3 separate regions of the Mus musculus genome follow, and all the other regions are linked to region 2. A link is a contact called in public HiCAR-type and HiChIP or PLAC-seq data. All regions are on one chromosome and are shown on one strand. The core of a region is the stretch at or near the end of the contact, and the rest is flanking DNA. Distances in the headings are between cores, read along the strand shown. Region 1 overlaps Ehbp1 (EH domain binding protein 1). Region 2 holds the start of Tmem17 (transmembrane protein 17). Region 3 overlaps Commd1 (COMM domain containing 1).

Evidence for each region. HiCAR-type assays count read pairs that join an accessible place to other places. HiChIP or PLAC-seq counts read pairs in DNA pulled down with a chosen protein or histone mark.
Region 1: a HiCAR-type map of fibro-adipogenic progenitors shows a contact between it and region 2, with 4 times the contacts expected there. The contact joins the enhancer-like site here to the promoter of Tmem17 in region 2. A contact is called at or near these places in 4 of 39 promoter capture datasets (3T3-L1-derived adipocytes, cranial neural crest, pre-B cells and 1 more), 12 of 484 Hi-C or Micro-C datasets (the 3T3-L1 cell line, the HL-1 cell line, brown adipocytes and 9 more), 16 of 115 datasets of contacts at active chromatin or transcription factors (the NIH/3T3 cell line, SST interneurons, astrocytes and 10 more) and 2 of 9 other capture datasets (embryonic stem cells and macrophages).
Region 3: a contact with region 2 is called in an H3K4me3 HiChIP or PLAC-seq map of bone marrow-derived macrophages, with 5 times the contacts expected there. The contact joins the enhancer-like site here to the promoter of Tmem17 in region 2. A contact is called at or near these places in 4 of 39 promoter capture datasets (embryonic stem cells, hippocampal neurons, liver and 1 more), 4 of 115 datasets of contacts at active chromatin or transcription factors (bone marrow-derived macrophages, embryonic stem cells and microglia) and 2 of 9 other capture datasets (adipose tissue and liver).

What each region holds. Positions count from the first base shown.
Region 1 is chr11:22,245,873-22,248,572 of GRCm38.p6, reverse strand. It overlaps Ehbp1 (EH domain binding protein 1), which reads left to right. Exons shown (of 25, transcript NM_153078.4): 3 at 546-603. Among named protein-coding and RNA genes, the nearest start is that of Ehbp1, 40 kb to the left of the region's middle. Within about 2 kb of position 1,307, at least 32 of the 459 cell types and tissues checked have an H3K27ac peak or open chromatin away from gene starts, as enhancers often do. A contact at or near this core is called in the HL-1 cell line, embryonic fibroblasts, fibro-adipogenic progenitors and 1 more, where this site is marked.
Region 2 is chr11:22,511,030-22,513,729 of GRCm38.p6, reverse strand. It overlaps Tmem17 (transmembrane protein 17), which reads right to left and starts at 1,447. Exons shown (of 4, transcript NM_153596.3): 1 at 1,147-1,447. The coding sequence starts at 1,246.
Region 3 is chr11:22,928,776-22,931,513 of GRCm38.p6, reverse strand. The region is part of intron 2 of Commd1 (COMM domain containing 1); the gene reads left to right. Among named protein-coding and RNA genes, the nearest start is that of Zrsr1, 42 kb to the left of the region's middle. Within about 2 kb of position 1,268, at least 35 of the 459 cell types and tissues checked have an H3K27ac peak or open chromatin away from gene starts, as enhancers often do. A contact at or near this core is called in bone marrow-derived macrophages, where this site is marked.

The DNA of each region.
Region 1 (2,700 bases), core at 58-2,557, 270 kb after region 2:
TACTTTTAAAGAAAAGTTTCTAGAGGAAATACTAGTTACTTCAATGAGATCATATCTGAATTTAGCATCTACTGTACTTAGGAATAGAACTGGAGCTTAACTGCTTTGTGGAATCTAAAGTAGTAAACACTTTTGTCCTTTTTTGTGTGTCTGCGTGAGGGGTGTACATGAGGGTCTTATGCACATGTGCTCGCTCACCTGCATGCTCGAGTGGGAAGCAGAGGCCAGTTTTTGGGGTCTTTATCTTAGTTTTTACACAGGCTTCTCATGGAACCTGCACTCATCATTTTGACTAGGCTGGCTGGTAGCTCCTGGAATCCTCCTGTCTCTGCCCTTACCTGGAGTTCCAGGACACACTGCCACATCCAGGTTTTAATCTCAGTGCTAGGGATGGAGATCGGGTTCCTGTGCTTGTGTGGAAAACTTTTCACTTGTGGAGTCACCCCAGGCCACTTTTGTCCTTTAAAGGTACTAGAACTAAACTTTAATAATCTTGTTTAAGATGAATTATACTTAATTTCTTTCTTTGTTTTTTAATTTGATAGGCAACCAGATAAACTGGTGGTTGTTTGGACAAGAAGAAGCCGAAGGAAGTCTTCCAAGGTTAGTCTCCTCTGAACAGTCACCACTTAAAAATTTGTCGAGGAAGAGCTCAGTGTTCTTAACGAGTGGCCAACTTTCTGAGTTCATGCTGGATTGCAGGGGAGGAGGAGTGGACTTTTTTGAAGATTTTGATTTGTTTTTCTTTGTACTGATAGTATCATACATGGAGACTAGAATAGAATTTTAAACATCTTGTTCTGTAGATAATTTTATTTTCGTAAGCATACAGCTGTATGCATATTTATTAGAGGTTAGTTTGTTTTCCTATAGATAGACTGCTATTAAGAAAAGTTTGTTAGATGATAATTGAAATTTTAAAAACTTACTAAAAGTACCCTTTCAAGGTGGTTTTGTTTGTTTTTGAGACAGGGCTCATTTTGTATTTTAGGCTGACTTAGAATTTGTGATCTTCCCTTTTGTGCCTCCGAAGGGCTGGGATTACAAGTGTGTGCCATTATATCTGGCCTCCAGTTTTATTTTTATTAAGCTAAAACTTAAGGGTGCAAAATTCATCAAACCTTAGTTATTCAAGACACCATGACCATGGCAACTCTATGAAAGAAAGCATTTAAATTGGGGCTTGCTTGTAGTTTCAGAAGTTTAGTCCATTATCATCATGGCTGGGAGCCTGCTGGCAAGGACATAGTGCTGGAGGAAGAGAGGAGAGACACTGAGCTGGGCTTGGCCCTTTGAAACCTCAGAGCACCCCTGCCCTGCATTGATGCACTTCTTCCAACAAGGCCAGGCTTCCCAGTCCCACCCTGAGCTGCTCCCTGGTGACTAAGCACTCAGATATGTAAGCCTATAGGCCATTCTTATTCAAGCCACCACAGTTTACATACATAATAAATATGATGTATATATTCTGATACTTGCATAAATAGTACTCCTGTCAAAGTATAGATTGCTATCAGCATAACATTTTTGTGTCTTTTCCAGGCAATTTCCAGCCCTCAGAGGCCATCACTATTTTGATTTTTCTGTCAATAAAGACTAATTTACCTATTTTTGAATTTCATGCAAAAATATTACAGTAGTATATTTGTATAGCACTGTATATTTGTATAATAGTGTTCTATATAATTTTACATAGTAAAACTGTTTTATGTGTGGTCTTCTTTGCCTAGCATCATGTTTTTGCAATGTGTTCATGCTTTGTTTTCATTTGTAGTTTATTGCTTTATTGCTGAATAGTATTCCATTCTGTGAATATACTACAAGTTAGTTAATTACTCAGTCCCCTGAGTATATAGTCTTTTTTTTTTTTTTTTTTTTTTTTTACTTCTGTCAGTGTTAACTGCTAGAATCCTTGTTTAAGTAGGTAGAGAGTGATAGGGAAGATACCTGGCCGCAGCCTTTAGCCTCCTTACATGTATGCCCATACAACTTTGCATAGTATTGTTTCCCAACACACCCACTAGAGTATGTGTGCACACTCAACACACATACATATACATGCACACATACCAGAAATTGCCAAACACCCCTGCCAGCAATATAGGGGCCAGCAATATAGGAATTGAAGCTGATTCACATCATGAACAGTATTTTTTCAAGACACATATCTGTAGTTTGGGGGCATTATAATGTGAATACTGTCTTATTCACATGTGAGGAGGAGTTCTAAGAATGGACACAGTACTTCTCATTGCATCTACAGCTTTTGTGGAGTTGGCCAGAATAAAGTTGTCCTTTAAGTGTAATAGAGGGATGTGACTATATCAGTAGTCTTTAGAGTGGACACTGTAAGCACTTTATTTCATTTGACACTTAGCTAGCAATTATTCTATAAGAGTTATGGAATACAATAAATATAATAAAATACTTTAGGTTGTAGGTCACTTCAGAATATACTCATCTTTGATAGTAAATAAACTTTGTTTATTTAATGGCATATGACAATTGAAAGAATTTTTATGAAAGATTCTTTCTTATATGGTACCAGATCCTGTTTGAGTCTAGGTAATAAAATATAAACTTGAGGCTACAGATTAATTTTCTTAGAAGGTAGTGTATTCTAGAAGAAATTACTTTTTATTCTATTTATTTCTTAGTTTTAATGTTCTTTGAGATCTTCCTTTATACAGTCAGCTCTCT
Region 2 (2,700 bases), core at 198-2,697:
TGTCAGGGTTTTGATTTTATGTAGGCTCATGTCCATACTTCAACACATCAAATTTATACAATTGAAAAATCAGACCAAATGAAGAGGAACCACAAGGCACAAGGTGTGAGTTCATTAAATTTTACAAAAGTTCCAGTTAAGTTCTGTAATGAGATAAAATTTAAGTATTATATAATTGGTCAGACAAATTTTTCTGACCAATTAATTGCCTGTCTTGGCAGAGACAGTGAACTTAAACAGCTTTTCTCACGTTTGAATGTCTGGGAAAACAATATTTTCTGACACGTAAGAACCATAAGAAATTACAGGGCTGATGTCTTTACCTAGTTCTATTGCTGTCCACACCATCACGACTATCTAGGCTGCTGAGGCTCTAAAGAACTTCAGAACAAATGTCACCCCCGCCCCCCCCACACACACTTTTTTTCCCAGAGACTTTGTATTATTCGATTTTAGTGCCCCGTACGGCTCACACTTTGAATCGGAAACACGAAATCCTAATTTTACAGGCTTTTCTCCATATAGCGTAAATTACACGAATGACCAAGGTGACAACATGCAATGATGGCAAGTGGTTTGCTTTTCAATGCCCTATTTAAGAAATAAAAATAAAAATAAGAAAGCCCAAACCAAGCCATCGAAAGGATTTCCAATTCCTTGATTTCAAAGGAGACAACCATGTATGCTGTCCTCCTGATTGAGGAGGCAGAAGCTGGAGTTAACTCGTTGGTATTTCGTTTTTAGATTTCGGGAGGAGAGTTTTTTATACAGGGAGAAAGAAGGAACAGGCAGAGGAAGGCCTTGTCGGTTTGGCAGCAGCCGGTCTTGCTCTGCTAGGAGGGGTTTGGACACAGCCCGGTTTTGTGTGAGCCGGCGGCTGTCACGCTGGGGACTCAGCGGGGACCCGCGTGGGGAAGAAGGCGTTCCTGATCCGCATCCTGATCCGCTCGGCGACCGCGCCACCGGGTGCAGTAGCTGCGGCGGCGGAAGCGCGTGGTCTCCCGGGTCCGCCGCAGGGCCGTGGTTTCTCCCGGGGCACAGAGCCCTGGCTGAAGCCGGAGCAGCCATCTTTCACCCGGGCACGGCCTGTGCGGCCTCCCGCCCGCGAGCCACACCCCCGCGTGGGCCTGCGCCCTCGCCACTCACCGGCCGCATCACTGGACTCTGGCCCGGTGCGGCTGGAGTCGCCGAACACGGTGAGGCTGAGGTTGCTCAGGCGCTGGCGAACAGGGTCCGGCAGCTCCATGCCTGGCCTGCCCGCTGGCCTCTCACACACCCGCTAGTCGGCGGGCACAGCGGCGCGTGGCGGTTCCCTTGGCAACCGGGCAGTGCGGGGCCCCTAGGGACCTGGTACCTGGGCTTCCCCGAACGCTACAGAATCCTCCAGAGGCTTCCCCTTGGAGAGGCGAGCCAGGGCCACGGGCCCGCAGCCTAACGTGGCCTAGTGCTGCTGAAAATGGCGGGTTCCTCCGTCTTGCTTTAAAGCCGCGTCGTCTTAAGATGATCACAAGTAATAAGCCATTCGGACCTGGGCTGAGCCACAAGGAGCTCTCACACCATAGCAATTCCTCTGCAAAATTGGTGCACCATTTCTTGAGGGAAATGGAAAACGAACATAGATATTTTAAAAAAATGCCCTTGACATTCTTTTTATTATTATTAGATATTTTCTTTATATACATTTCAAATGCTATCCCGAAAGTTCCCTATACCCTCCCTCTGCCCTCCTCCCCTACCCACCCACTCCCACTTCTTGGCCCTGACATTCCTCTGTACTGGGGCATATAAAGTTTGCAGTACCAAGGGGCCTCTCTTCCCAATGATGGCCAACTAGGCCATCTTCTGCTACATATGCAGCTAGAGACATGAGCTCTGGGGGTACTGGTTAGTTCATATTGTTGTTCCACCTATAGGGTTGCAGACCCCTTCAGCTCCTTGGGTGCTTTCTCTGGCTTCTCCATTGGGGGCCCTGTGTTCCATTTTATAGATGACTGTGAACATCCACTTCTGTATTTGCCAGGCACTGGCATAGACTCATATGAGACAGCTATGACAGGGTCCCTTCAGCAAAATCTTGCTGGCATATGCAATAATGTCTGGGTTTGGTGGCTGATTATGGGATGGATCTCTGGGTGGGGTATTCTCTGGAAAGTCCATCCTTTCGTCTTAGCTCCAAACTTTGTCTCTGTAACTCCTTTCATGGGTATTTTGTTCCCTATTAGAAGGAGGAATGAAGTATCCACCCATTGGTCTTCCCTCTTCTTGATTTTCTTGTGTTTTGCAAATTGTATCTTGGGTGTTCTATGTTTCTGGGCTGATATCCACTTATCAGTGAGTGCATATCTAATGACTTCTTTTGTGATTGGGTTACCTCACTAAGGATGTTCCTCAGAAAATTGCCCTTGACATTCTTAAGAGGGTGGATGAGCCAAGCATACCTGCTTCAGAAGACAGGGAAATAACTTAAAAGTATTGAAAGCAGTTGTTTCTGGAATATAGGTGATTTTAAAACTAAAAATATCAGCCTTTCCCTGCTTTCTCTTAAGACATATCATTTTAGCATTTAGAAGGCAGAGACAGGAGATCTCCAGTTTAAGGTTAGCCTGGGATACATTGCAAAATCCTCAAAAACCAAAACAAACCATTAGGTGTAATAGACATAAAGAAAAGCACAGTCGGATGTATTAGGTCCCAGGTCAG
Region 3 (2,738 bases), core at 19-2,518, 420 kb before region 2:
GAGAGAAAAGAACAGATCATAGGACTTCAATGTGGAGAGATAAATACACTGAATACACTGGCTCTCCCCAGTTCCCCATGTGCCCCAGTTCTGAGAATTGAGCTCAGAATCTTGAGGTGACAGGCAAGCCTTCCTCACCTGATCCTTAAGCCTTGTTTAGTCCTCACTGTAGTTCAGGTTCCACTAGGTTTGCTTTATAAATGCAGACTAGTTTCAAACTCAAATAGTATCTTGCTGCATTTGCTTCCAATGCTGGGATTACAGTTGTGTGATGTTATGCCCTGATTCCTCAGGAAGCCCAGGCGAGCTCAGGAAGTGCAGAGTCCGCTGCAAGTGGGCATGAAAGACTTTTTACTGAAAATGAGTCCTGACTCGGATCACAAACCCCCTACAGCATAGGTTCGGAGTCTGTGACCCCCAGCTCCAGTGTTTTAGCACTTATATACAGGGCAGTTAGAAGTTCCTTGAATGCTTAGGGTGAAGGGGAGGGAAGATGGGTCAGGTAAGTCATAGCTCAGACATGATACCATTTGGTGGGGCAGAATCCCGAGGCTGGGAGGGGGATTAAAGACTGTCCTTTGTGGGGCTATCAGGAACTAGTTTTATGGCCGGCCATAACTGTCTGTGACCTCTGATTTTTTTTTCTATGACTTAAACGTGGGACCCTAATCTCCTTTCTTCAAGGATATGCACCAGCTACACCTGGTTATCCAGGAGAGTGCTGGTCTTGGTGCCACCGAAGCTGAGGAGTTTTTGTCATTTGTCTTATGAGACTCCTTGAGTCCTCTCAGACCAGCCAGGGAGGTAGAAAGAACCCCTGAGTTTGCTGCAAGGCACTCTCCTCTCAGAAGCAAGCAGCCTGTGCGCCTCAGTAACAGATCTGACTGACTATGATCTTGAAAGGCAGATTGTGTGTCTTAATTCTTCTTTCTATTCCATGTGCTTAAGTGCAGTGCCTGTGGACAAAGTGGCTATTTCAGTTGGATTGGGAAAGCAGATTGGATCTAAGTGGATGTTAGTCACGGTGAAAAGAAAACTGTCAGAGGAACCATGGAGTTAAGAGTGTTGACTGCACGGATAGTAATTTCTTTGGGGAAGTAAGGAATGAATAATGAGCATGCTTAGCCAGAAGATGGCTAATCTTAGCAGTGTGCAGACAGACATGGTGCTGGAGAAGGAGCTAAGAGTTCCACATCTTGATCTACAGGCAGCAGAAGGAGCCTGGGTGCTGCACTGGCTGAAGCTTGAGCATCACAGACCCCCCCACAGTGACAAACTTCCTCTAACAAGGCCAGTAGTCCTACAAGGCCACACCTCCTGGTAGTGACACTCCCTGTGGGCCAAGCATTCAAACACTTTGAGTCTTTGGGGGCTGTTCCTATTCAAACACCACACCATTTAAAAAGTGTTCTGCCTGGCAGTGGTGGCGCACACCTTCAATCCCAGCTCCTGGGAGGCAGAGGCAGGTGGATTTCTGAGTTCGAGGTCAGCCTGGTCTACAGTGTGAGTTCCAGGACAGAACTACACAAAGAAACCCTGTCTTGGGGGAAAGTGTTCTCCCCTTGAAAGCTTTAAAATATTCTGATCATAAAGAGACACTTGTTTTGAGTATCTATATTAGTTGCAGGTGGCTTCCAATTTGTTCTGAAAGAAAAGGTGGAAAGTCAGACTGAGCTGCAAGCAGCTGGTTCCAGTGTGACACGCCTCTTTTCTGTCATCAGTATGTCATCTGGATACACTAAGGGTGCTAGTGCAGCCTGTACAGGGATAGATCTGACTTGACAGGGGCAAAGAAATAAAAGACAAACATACAGACAAGCTGGTAGTAGGTGGACTGAGCTCTCTGTTGGGAAACTGTATCCCAGAAGCTCAGTGTTTTGTTATGTAGAGTTAGAAAGGGAGGTGGGTTTACATAGATAAACAAGGAGGCAGGTTTATAGAATACATCTGGATCAGGAGACAGGCTTAGCTAATCTTGGTAGGAGCAGTCTCTTTAGGAGAAAAGTCTTTGGGCCATAAATATAGGGTCTGGGGAGCTATTGGTGGGCATTTCCTGCAGACACCTTCAATTTCCGTACTCAGACCCTTCAGGAAGGCTTTAGCATTTTCCTGAGCTGGGGCAGGATGGGGTTTGCCATTTGAGTCTGAGGCTAGGGTCCTTGATGTGTGGTCTTGCTGGTGTCAAGAGCACACATTCAATCACTCAGGACTTCTGCAGGGAGTGATGCACAGGGAACAAGGAGCCCAGTGGGAAGAGCTGATCCTCAAGTGCCATGTTGTTACAAATCATACTATTTCTCCAAAATTCAGCTTTTTGAGAGCGTTACTTGGTATTGTATCAGTGTATCAGTGGAGAAAAGAACTGTTTCAATATCAGAGTAGTTTGTCAAAGTCAAATTTACTTTAATTAGCCTTGAGTTCCTCAATGTATTGGTGACCGTCCTGCTCTGTGACAGAGTACCGGAAAGAAGGAACTTGAGGGTGGGAAGGTTTGACTCACAGCTTGTCAGTGCAAGGAAAGAGTGGTGGAGGCAGCGGGGCACGTTGCACCCACGGTCAGGAAGCAGAAAGCAGTGAACACTCACTGTCTTAGGTTTCTGGTGCTGTGATAAAGCACCATGACCGAAAGCAACTTGGGGAGCAAAGGTTTATTTCATTTCTCATATTCTGAAGGAAATCGGGTTGGGAAGTCAAGGCAGCAAGAACCTAAACAAAAGTCCCAGGGCACTGCTGCTGCC